2 separate regions of the Sus scrofa genome follow, and region 2 is linked to region 1. A link is a contact called in public Hi-C data. All regions are on one chromosome and are shown on one strand. The core of a region is the stretch at or near the end of the contact, and the rest is flanking DNA. Distances in the headings are between cores, read along the strand shown.

Region 1 (6,144 bases), core at 2,432-4,931:
GCAGCCTTAAAAACCGGAACAGAAGGAAGGGGTGTGGAATGGCATTGCAAAGAGTTCCTGCTGGCTGAGAGGCCTCAGGAATGTCCCTGGATTGTGGGATGTCTCCCCACTCTCCACTGGACAGGAATAGACACCTCCATGGATTGAGGGGTACCAGCTCAGGGGCACTGGCTCCCACCTTCCATATGGAATGCTGGGAGTGACAGCTCCCCCTCAGTGGCCTGGTTGGTGTGAGAGACCTGTCTGGTGGCTATATGAAGAGACTTAGTGCTGGAGGGTGTTGGAAGTGGCACCAGAGCAGCCCAGGATCATGCACAACTTTCCTGGGCTCCCAGGAGGGGCATGGAGGAGGCTATAACGTCAGAGGCAAGGACATGGGCCTAGTCCTTTGGAGGGGTGGTTGGAGGCCCAGCCCCAGAGCTTATAGTTCAGAGAGGGTGTGCAGAGGGAAGCTGGCATGCCGCTCAGAGGACCCCACCCCATGTCAGCATGATACAGAAGCCGCCCACAAAATTAGACTTCCCCAGGGAGAGGGAGCGAGGAAAGTCTTCAGAACCCATGGGACGGGTCAACATTCACAAGGCAAGGATTCCACCCACCAGGGCCTCCATTCTGTCCCCCTGCCTTGTCTGATTACTGTTGCTCTAGAATAAGCTTTGATATCGGCCTCCTACTTCATTCTTCTCTGTCCAGACTGTTTCCTAGAGTCCTTCCCTTTCCACATGAATTTTAGAACTGACTTTTCCATGTCTGTGAAAGCCTTGCTGATATTTTGAGAGGAATGGCATTGACACTGTCACCAATTAGGGTAGAATTGACATTTTTATTCTGCCGAGCCTTCCAATCCATGAATGCAGGCTGTTTCTCCACTTATCTAGGTCTTCTTTGATTTCTTTGATCAGTATTTTGTAATTTTCATCATACAGATCTTTATTTTTTTTTAAGCTGAAAAAAAAGACATATGCGGAGTTTCCAGGGTGATTGTCCCTTCTTTGTGCCTTTTCTTGCTCTCTTGCTGAAATTAGCACCCCCAGGAAATCTCATTGAGCCCCCAGTCAATGCTGTTCTGGCCAGGCTGTCACCGTGCATGGACTTAAATACCTCTGGGTGCTGCTCATCTCTGACTGGGCCCACCAGAGGCTTCTGACAAATCACAGTTTTCTGTACTCGATGGCCTGGTTCTAACCTGCTAGAAAGAACCACAGTTTTAATCCCTGACCATTTCCCTGCTTTGTAATTCTTCTCTGTCTTCCCTAAGCATCAGCTCAGGGCACTCTACTGGGTATCGCCCTGCCCTGCCCAGCACTTACCCTGCCTCAGCCCCTAGTACTGTCCATGTGTTTGCCTGCCTCTCCCTCTCTCTCTCTCTCTCTTTCTCTCTCTCTCTCTCTCTCACATACACACACACTCACTCACTCACACCTTCCTCTCTTCTTCCTTCACCTGATTACTTCTCGGTCCTTTCTCTCCCTCCTAGCCTGTTCTGCATCCCTAGCTACCTGCTCACAGGGGACCCCTGAGATCAGACTTACAGCCAGCTGGAGACAAAGCACCTTGTTACTGCCCTATGTGTCCCCCAGTGGGCCCTGGGATGAATGGAAACAGACCCCAACTGCTCCTCTCTTTCAGGCTCCTGTGACAAATGTTGGGGTAAGCGAGACATGTTCCACATGTCGCGGTCTAAACCTGGGTCTCAGTTTGTCTTTGAGGCTATGTAAATGATGCTGCATGGATCAGATTTGGCTGAAGTTCTGGACTGTGCATGACACCACTGCCTGCGTCCAGTAGCTGGTAACCCAGGAGCAACTTTTGGGCCTCTCCACCCTGGCTGTGAGGTCTTAGACAAAGCACTTGTCTTTCTGAGTGTTGCTTCCTCACAAAACAGAGTGCTCATCCCTACCTCCCACGGAGTGGGTGTCCATCATGGAGACCAGACCCAGCGTCCAGCACCAGTCTGGGATGTGGTGGTGGTGGCTGTGACCATGACCAGCACTAGCATTTTGCAGGGAGGCCACCCAGCCATGCCCCCCATCCCACCCCACGGGGCTCCCTGAAGATTCCCTCCTCTGATAAGAACAGCAGGTCTCCAAAGTGCTGATTCCTTTAGTCCCTTATCCCCAGGCCTTTGATGGGGGAAGAGTGATGGGGAGAGTGACAGGGGGATGGTTCAGGGCGCCCACCTTCTTGTGCTGCTGCCTTTCAACCCCCATGCCCATCCATACTTCCTGTCCTCAGAGACCTACACCAAGCTGGACTGTTCCATGAAGGCTGTGGAGCTGGGGGGGAGAGGGGGGCTCAGCCTCAGCCCAGGAAGGGGATCAGCTGATCACTAGCAGGGTTCTGGAGCTAACCTGTCCAACATGGGGGCCACTGACCACAGAAGGTCACCTAACCCTTGAAATGTGGCTGATCTGGATTAGGATGTGCTGAAAGAGTAAAAATTCACACTGGATTTCAAAGACTTAGTGCAAAAAAAAAAAAACTAGAATAAAATATCTCATTAATTATTTTTATATTGATATGATAAATTCTAATAATTTAGACATATTGGGTTATGTAAATTCTGTTATTAAAATTAATTTTATCTGTTTCTTTTTACTTTTAAAAATGTGGCTACTAGAAAATTTGAAATATGTGGCTGGCATTGTGACTCATATGGTATTTGTGTCAGAGAGCATTTCCCCAGGCATTATGGCCAGTATGACATGGCTTGCTTCGGGAGCATGGTCCTGGTAGCCAGGGCCTGCCTCCTCCGTTGGTCTTCATGTCTTAGCTCCCTCTGCCCTGGCACCATAGGACAAAACCCAGAATGATGAAAAGACTTCTGGATCCCACACATCTTGGGATTCTCACCACCAGAACCAACTACCTAGTACCTCAAGCACACTAATCAAGTGCAGTAACAATTTTGTTTAACTGGGAAGGAAGTACCCCCTATTCAAGATACCATACTGATGTCCTCCAGAAAACTGGCATGGGAAACACACAAATCTGTGCTGTCCGCCATGTGGATGGTAACCCTTGGCTAGAGCATCCTTGGGCAGTGTGTAGGCTTCTCAACTGTATGTGCAGCCCTGCTAGTATCTGTCTGCTCAATATATATTAGCGGGAGGAATTTATGAGAAAGAGAGAGAGTAAGCCCCCCACCCTCTCATCGTGAAGTTTCAGGCAGAGGCTCCATCTTGTTTACAACAATTAACACTGAAAAGTCCTGGTACACCTGAGGATTATGGCTTTGGCCTCATGGTTATCTGTGTGAAAACCATATCAGCTAGAGCCATGGCCCCAACATTCATCCAGAGGTTCACAGAGCCATAGGCAGCAGGTAAACTCCAGCCGATGACCCAAGACCCAGCCTAAGAATGTGAAGAATAGCTCTGAAGAATATTCTTTGAAGAATAGCTCCCCACCCTCCGAGCTGTTGATGTCACAGAGGTTCCCAGGAAAGGGGCACTTGGACTGTGACCTGGCGTTTTTACCACCTTGGACGGGGGACTGTTGCTTTATGGAGGGATGGGTGCTGTCACAGACTGGTAGAAGCTCCTGGCATCCTTTCATCAAGGAGTGTTGACACACATCTGCTAAAAATCATTTAAGTTTATCATCTTGACTGACTCATCGGGCAGCAGGCACAAAACGGTGGGAGGATGAGGTAAGCAGAGAGGGCTGGGAGTGTGGCCTCATGGCTTCCAAAATCTTCTCTGTTTTCATCTCCAAACGCCCTATTTGCTCCCAGCTAGTTTTGTTGATTGGTTATGTATGTACATAAATATTTATTCACTCATGTCAAGGTTAGTTCTAATCCTCTACTGCATCCGTTTCTCACAATTGTTAAGAACAGACTTTTACTTATGTTTTGTTAATGCCTATCATTTATGACTTCCCCCCACCTCTACATCGAGTTGTTACATGAAAATTCATTGCGGTCCCCAGAAAAATGCAAAGGAAAAAAGTTGTCTTTGTTTTAACTTTTATTTAAAAAAATTTTTTTTTCCTCAAATCTGAGTTGGATCCATTCTGGGGAGCAATAGGAAGTGAGTTAGGGGCCAAGCCAAAAGAAAAAAAAAAAAAAAAACAATTTATAGCCCAGTTTTCCAGAACTCCTTGTGGTTCCTTTAACCAAGTGGTTGCTTTGCGGACAGTTAGGTTATTTTGTAAAGTAAACAATTTTTTTCTCTTCTTTTTAGCCACTTAATGTGGTATCATGAAAGGAAGATCAACTTCTTAATGAAAAAAAGCTGAGATGGGAGAGGGAGTTGAGCCGGTCAGGAGCACTTCCAGGCTTACATAAGTAACATTCCTGTTGCATAAATATCTTGGCAAGTCCCAAGACTGAATCCCCATCCCACACTGCTGGCCTGAACCAAACACTGTATAATATTAAAAAAAATCCTGTTGATGGTAACATTTTTCTGTCCAGAAACAAGTCATTAGTTTGGACAAAGGCATCCAAATGCATCTGCTTAGTTCCCCAAAGTTCTAGTGGAAAATATTATCTAGAGAAAAAGTAAGTGAGGGATGAGAGTAGAGGATTTCAGTTTCTTAAGAGTGAAATACAGATAAAAAAACAGTTACAATCCCATGCAGTTCCTCTCAGCACCAAATTGCAAACCCCAAACCAAATTAAGCCGTATTCATTTGGCAAATGCCAACCAAAGAGTTAAAAAAAAGTCATTTTTAATGAATAATTTATTCTATTGGAGATTTTAACCATGATATCGAAACCTTTATATTTAGTCTAACTCTTAAATTGACATGAAATGGAAATGTGCAATTGGTGACTTGGGGATCCCAGCTATCCTGTGAGTTAGCTATTTGCCCTTCTTCTGTGTTAATGGTGTTTTTGTTTCTTGGTTTCTGCCATGCAAAAGTTTTCTTTTATTCATGTGCTGTCACATTTCTTAGACTTTCCATTATTGCTTTTGGATTTCGACTCATAGTTTAGGGGAATTTTCCCTGCAGCATGTATTTTCAGGAATTCATCCATTTTTTTCCTATTTGTATATGATTTATTCCATTATTATTCTGTCCTATTAAATATTCTATTTAATCTCTGAGCTATTTGGAATATATCTTAGTAATACTGGGTAAGAGATTGATTCAGTTTTCTCTTTTTCCAATGGCTACGCAGTTTCCCAATACCATTTATTTAAGCAGTTGATCTGTTGAGATATCTCCTTTAGTATATACTAAATTTCTGTAAGGAACTGAGCCCATGTAGTCATACAAATTTTTGTTCCTAAGGAAAGAAAAGCCTTAGAGAACACTATGTGTCTCACAACATACTATCAACAACATTCTAATTCCAAGTTTTAATGTAAATTGTGAGGAAGAACTATTTCTTCTAAGTGTTTGAAGCATGAAAACAAAGTCATATACCAATAAAATCAATATCCATAGTTCCTGAGCTACAAAGAATATTTGAATTTCTTTCCTCAACTCCTACAGTTCATAACTCACTGGAAGTGGCTCCTTTTCTATTCAAAAAGTCTGAAGAGACCAATTATCCCAAAAGTAATATAGAAAGTAATTACAATTCCCCACTAGTACTCCAAAAGAACATCAAGTTCAAATGGTTTGTCAGAGGAATTCTAGCAAAACTTTAAAAATCTTATAAACCCAGTTCTATAGAGCAGAAAGAGAGGGAAATCTTAAATAAATCTAAATAAATCAATTATTTATTTAGCCAAGAATATTTCCAATTTGAGGAATTTTCATGTGGTGAAGAGGATTAAGGATCCAGCATTGTCACTGCTATGGCTCAGGTTCCTGCGGTGGTGCAGTTTTCATCCCTCACTCAAAAATGTCAACAAGACCCAGGTGTGGCCAAAAAAAAATGCCAATTTTTAAATCTGACAAAGATTTCATAAAAAATAAAACTGCAGAACAATCTCCCTTATTAATATTGATATGAAAATATTTTTTAAAAATCTAGGCAAATAGAGCCCAACAACATATTAAAGATAAGACATTGTGAGCAAACTGTTTATTCTAGGAATTCCAATGTGATTCAGTGTAGGAAGTCCAGAAATACGATTCATTATGTTAATAGAGCTAAGGATAAAAATCGTTTGATAGTCTCCTTATGATGAAGAAAAGACATTTGAGAAATGCAGCACTCATTCCTGCCAAAAATACTTTCCC
Region 2 (5,942 bases), core at 76-2,575, 87 kb before region 1:
GCCTACGAAGTGGGAGGTGGAAGGATGTGGTGGGCTGGCTGCTGACTAGAAAATTCTCCGTTTTCTAAGGGGTGTCAAGGACTTGGTTGGAGAGACTAGGGAAAGTGCAAATGCTTTTGCCTCCATTTCATAAAGCAATGCTTTTGCAAAGCTGTCACCTCATCTCTGTTCCATTCCCTCCGCAAAAAATCACTCAATCACAGAATAAGGGCAGCCCTGTGAGGAAGGCTTCTTTCCTCCACCCACCAAACCATCCTATACTCCTCCTCATGCAGGACACCTTTTTTTAAAAAAACTCTCTCTCTTTTTTTTCTTTGCTTTTTAGGGCCACACCTGTGGCATATGGAAGTTCCCAGGCTAGGGGGGGTTGAATCAGAGCTACAGCTGCCAGCCACAGCCACAGCAACACAGGGTCCAAGCCACGTCTGAGACCTACATCACAGCTCACAGCAACACCAGATCCTGAGCGAGGCCAGGGATCGAACCCACATCTTATGGATACTAGTCGGGTTCATTACCACTAAGCCGCCACGGAAACCCCTCATTCCGGACACCTTTCGAACTTCCAAACAACCCTCAGTAAACTCCTCCTTGGGTTGTTTTGGTCATTCATGTGTTGATCTCCCTGGCTGATAAGAGAGGAGCCCAGTCTTGACCACCCTAGAATCTTGGTGGCCTTCCAGAGTCTTTTGGTGACTCCATGAATGTAGCAGGACCCCCACCCCAAATACACAGCCAGGAATATGGGGAGCCTGAGCTTCCTTTTTGCCATCCAGCCTCCCGTTCCCACACAACACGTATACCCGGTCCTGGTTCCCCCATGACTCCCTGGTCCTGACTCCCTCTCCCCTTGCACCCACCCTCCTTCTCCCACCTCAGGGCTTCCAGCCCGCTGGGGGCAATGTGAGGACACAGGTGAGGCCGAAGGGCTCTCCCAGCCTCAGCCCCTTCTGGGGACTGGCCTGCGTCCTTGGGACGGGGCGATAGGAAGAGATGCTGGGTCGGCAGAGGCCAGATGGCTGCCTGAAGTCTAGGCAGGAAGATGGTCCTTGGGGGCCCTGCATGGTTTGAGGACTTGCTAGATAATCCGGGCTTGGTCCTCCAGGGACCTGGCCCCTCAGGAGCCTCTTCCTGGGCCTTGTGCCACCTTGGCCTCTGCCCAGAGACGGGGTGGGGGGGGGCGTGTCGAGCTCTCCCTGAGACGCCGGGGTCCTGTGTCGCAAGCCTGGCCTCTTCCCAGGGCCTGGAAGACCGTCTCCTGGGCCTGGCTTCTCCTCCCCAGCCGGCTGGGCCAGTCTGGAAACAATGACTGCAGCCAGAAACTGCTTCTCACGGGGTTTTGGAAAACCGCGGCGGGACATCGGCAAGCAGCTCTGGCACAGGCCTGGGGCTCAGGAGAGGAGCTGCTTCCTCGCTGGGAGGGTGCAGAGGAAGTGGCAGACACAATGGACAGCATTGTGAATTCTCCCCGGAAGCTCAGCTCTGCGTGGCTTTCAGGGAAATTGACTCGGGGACAGCTCGGTCTGTTCCAAAGCAACAGCTTTCTGTGATTATGTGGGTCCCAGGCTGGGACAAACCCGCCCTCCCTACCTCATTAACAACAAGGCCAGCAGGGCCCAGCCATGCCATGGGGGTTGGGGGGACAGGGGGGGAGGGCTTTGTGCCCTAATTCGTCAGGCAAGGGCTGAGGGTAGGAAATCAGAACAACAATGCATCTTAGAGCAGAAGCTGTCTGTGGAGGGAGTGCAGCTTTGATGTGGGGCCCTGTCCTGATTAGGGCTGATGGCTGGGGCCCGTCAGTGCTCCAGGAAGGTGGCATAAGCCGGGATGGCATTTGGGATATGGGTTTTTGCACCTGGGTCTGATGAGGTTTGATGGGGTTTAACACATGCAAACAGCAGCTTTTGTTCTGCAGGACAAAGGCCTCCCCAGCCTGGGTCTGGGCTGAGACCCCGTGGCACCCGTTTCCTCTCCATCGCCTCTTGTCACTCTCCTTGTCGACGTTTAATTAGGACAACGAGCTTTCACAGGCTCATTTCGCACTCCAGCAACTTTCTAACACTTCCTAACGAGGAGGCTGGAGCCTGAGGACGGGAAGAAGAGGGGGGCTGGGGGCAGGAGGGAAGGACCGTTGAGGGGGCTGGGAGGGGCCGGGCAGGGGGTGTGTGGAGAAGAGCACAACAGGCGCAGAGGAAGCTCCAAACCACACCGGCTCCTTGGGGAACTGGGGATGGATCTGAGAAGAAAAGAAAAGAAAATAAATCCTAACTGGCCTTTGTTTTCTGGGTGGCCAGACAGTAATTTTCCCCAAATTCTTTATGGTTCCGGAAAAGAAAGCAAAGGATCAATCAGTGTTGACTTTGTGACTTTCAGAACTGGATCACAGAGGCTGTTAACACCTTCAACTCCTCTAACTCTCAGACAAGCCTCTCCCATCCACTGGGTTTTGAACAACCAGAGCCATGGTGACAGTACCCCACCTCTCAACCCATTCCTGAGCCAGACTCAGACAGGAGGAATGCGTGTCCCTGTGTGATTGGTGGGGATGCCACATTAAATGTACAGTCCTGCTGACCTTGATGGAGATGTTGGCTTTCTCCTGCCCGAAGAGATGGAGCTGGGGGGGATGGAGGATCCCTGTGTATCTTTGCCTATTTTAGTCAGTATAGTTCCAGTCACGCTGCAGTAACAAATACCCAGAATGTAAGTGTTTAAAACCCACAAAGATTCTTTTCTTCTGCTACACATCCACGGTCAGTTGGTTAGGAGCTCTGTGACACATCTCCCACAGCCCTAAGCTGATGAATCATTGTTTCCTTATTGGCACTGCTGATGATTGGTTTGTAGAGGGGGAAAGATGATGACGGTGCCTTGGCTCCCAAAGTGCCCTCAGTGACCCACATCAGTCTTGCTCACATTTCACAAGCCAAAGAAAGTTACAGATAGATTTCTAAAACTTCCACAGAGGGGAGATATGTCCTCCAGTCATGTTTCTAGAAGTTAGAAAGAGGAATATTTGGTTATTACACTACATCTCCTGTTGTATTTGTCTATTGCTATGTAACTGATCACCCCAAAATCTGTTGGCTTAAAGCAATAAATGTGTCCTTACTAAGAAGTCTGGGAACAGCTTAACTGGATGATTCTGGATGAGGGTCTCACCTGAGGATTCAGTGTAGATGTTTGCTAGGGCCGTGTGATCTGAAGATTTGACTGGTTGGATAGTCTGCTGCCAAGAGGGCGCCTTACAAGGCTGTTGGCAGGAGGCCTCAGTTCCTTACCACATGGGTCTTTCTACTGGGCTGCCCAAGAGTATTTGTGATGTGGTACCTCATTTTTCCTAAAAATAGTGATCTGAGAGAAAGAAAGGAAAGTAAGAAACTGCAGTGCCCTTCAGGACCTCGTCTTGGCATCACACACCATCACTTTTGCTTTCTTCATTTTGCTAGACGAAAATGAAGATGTTCGTCTAGCCCACACTTAAGTGGAGGGGAATTAAGCTCTGCCTCTCAATGAGAGGAGTGTCTAAGAATCTAGAGTCATGTCTTAACACCCCTTCATGAACACCCCAGCTAACTGTCAGGATCCATCTGGCCCCAGTTCAGCCCTCTTCACTTGTAGCTGGGCCTCTCCATCTGTCCCTGACCATCACCTACTAGGAGGAGGGTGAGAGGAGAGGAAGGTCTACCTTTCAAAACAATCTCCTGGAGTTCCCACTGTGGCACAGTACATTAAGACTCTGAGCAGCTCAGGTGGCTGCAGAGGCATGGGTTCAATCCCCAGCCCAGCACAGTGGGTTATATAAAGGATTATGGTGTAGGTCACTGCTCTGGTTTGAATTCGACCCCTGGCCCGGGAACTTCAATATGCCGAAAGCGTAGCCATAAAACAAAACAAAACAAACAAACAAAAAACCCTAAAAAATCTCATGGTGAAAAGGAAAAAGAGAGACAAAGAAGGGAAAAACTTAAGTCCATGAAATCTCCCTGACTCCTCTGCCTTGACCCAGCCACAGGTGGGTAGACTGCTGGAGTCCGAGGTCTCAGCCCCGGCAGATGGAGATGCCCCTTTGCACAGAGGTGGACAGATGGTTAGGGTCTCTAACTTGGTAAGTATATACTAAGTACATAAGCTCCCTGGGCCTGGGGTTCAACTTTGTGCTACTGAAAAATGACAAACAATGATGCACCAACCCTTTGAGTTACGAATGAAACTTCAAGGATGAGGACAGCACATGTGGAACTCCCAGCAGAAGTTTCAACCAACCAACCTAGAATTGAGAGGCAGGAGCAGAAACTCAGAGGAAACCCAGCAGAAGGTCAGGAAATGGAGCGATGAGGCAGGCGTGGGGTGGACAAGGCTTGCCTGGCCATGGGCCTTGACCCAGGGGCTCTGGCCTCTGACAGTCAGAGAGCCTCCAAACTCACTCTTCACGATTTGGAGAGGGAAGAGAAGGAATATTAAACGTTAAAAACGACATCATACTGGTTGTTCCGAAAAGCTGTCAGTAAGGATGATGGTCTTGGATCAACTTCCATCTCCCTTTATTTCTAAAATTGCTCAGGAGGGGCATTTGGGGTTCCTATCTCCTTTAGACTTCTAGCCTAGTTAGAACCCAGAGCCCAAAGTTCTCCTTCTGGGGTCCCCCGAAGGTCTGGGTATAAGTGGAAGGGATAACATGTTGTCTAGGGGAGGCAGCACCCAGAGAGGGCAGCAGGGCCACGGTGAGTTGGGAAATTGCTGGCCACAAAGGTGGCAGACTTCCTTAAGTAGTCCCATTATTTACTTTTTGGTCGATAATTTAAAAGATTTTTGAGAAAAAGAGTACATATGGAATCTGGCCCAAGTATAAAAGGCTTGAGTGGCTTACTGGGTCAAGTAGGCAATTCCCATGAGGGTCACTCTTTAGGACTGTGAGGTGGGCTGGATGGTGCAAGAGGCAGTCTGACCCCAGAAAGCCTTGTTTGTCCAGAGAGACCCCTGGCCTCGTGTGTGGCCAAAAGCCCTAAGGCTATGAGCTGCCCAGCCAGCACCACTGGCCCTCACTCCCTGACCAGAGAGGGTGGGAAACGGTGGCACCTAGGACCCTGGACAGAGCCTGTGAAGCCAGGGCCTGCTCCTTCCCTGGGAGTGGTTTCTGTTTTGGAATTATTTTTTCCTCCCTCTCCTGTTGCTTGATCTCATGACTCCTTTGGGGAACAGTTGAGATTACGGCTACTCAGTAAGTGTTCAGGGGGCTCTAGGTGGCAGGACTGATTGACGCAACCTCGTTGGAAAGCAGTTTGGTAAATTCCACCAAAGCTGCACATACTAGAGGCCCCAGGAATTCCTCTCCTGCCCAAGGAAAGCAACGGCTTCCATTCACTGGGAGACATGCACCAGAGTGTTCATGTCACCCACAGATGTGGATGGCAGTGTGCACAGCAGCTTTCCTCCTAAGAACTGGGATATACCCAAATGTCCGTAAGAGGTAGAATGGATAAAGGGTGGTAGAACCAGACAAAGGAAAACATCTTTTTAATGATTCAACAAAGTTCTTAAATAACATTTATAAATATGTATATTTAAGAATAATTTTTTCAGCTGGCATTGTTTTCCTTTCAACTCCCAAAGAAAATACAAAATTATCAGCACCCACACATGGATATACTCAAAGCTATACTGACTCTATACAGAACTAGAGTTTAAATTGCTAAAAAATCAAGACAGTTCCACTGAAGTGATCACAAGGATGGCTTTTTCTTCTAAAAACAGTTGAAAGGGAAGCAATTTAAAGCTCTTTTTTTTTTTCTTTTTAGGGCCACACCTGCAGTATATGGAAGTTCCCAAACTAAGGGTTGAATTGGAGCTGCAGCTGCCAGTCTACACCATGGCCACAGCAATGCCAGATCCTAGCCTCACCTGTGACCCACACCACAGCTCACGGCAAAGCAGAATCCTTA

Evidence for each region. Hi-C and Micro-C count contacts between places; a contact is called where the count stands out from the background.
Region 2: a Hi-C map of skeletal muscle shows a contact between it and region 1, with 4 times the contacts expected there. The contact joins two enhancer-like sites. A contact is called at or near these places in 4 of 47 Hi-C or Micro-C datasets (heart right ventricle, retroperitoneal adipose tissue, skeletal muscle and 1 more).

What each region holds. Positions count from the first base shown.
Region 1 is chr1:139,344,943-139,351,086 of Sscrofa11.1, reverse strand. No RefSeq gene overlaps it. Among named protein-coding and RNA genes, the nearest start is that of ALDH1A3, 100 kb to the left of the region's middle. Within about 2 kb of position 3,681, at least 14 of the 83 cell types and tissues checked have an H3K27ac peak or open chromatin away from gene starts, as enhancers often do. A contact at or near this core is called in retroperitoneal adipose tissue, skeletal muscle and subcutaneous adipose tissue, where this site is marked.
Region 2 is chr1:139,429,409-139,435,350 of Sscrofa11.1, reverse strand. It overlaps LOC106509041, which reads left to right. Exons shown (of 3, transcript XM_021084942.1): 3 at 1-347. Among named protein-coding and RNA genes, the nearest start is that of ALDH1A3, 19 kb to the left of the region's middle. Within about 2 kb of position 1,325, at least 28 of the 83 cell types and tissues checked have an H3K27ac peak or open chromatin away from gene starts, as enhancers often do. A contact at or near this core is called in retroperitoneal adipose tissue, skeletal muscle and subcutaneous adipose tissue, where this site is marked.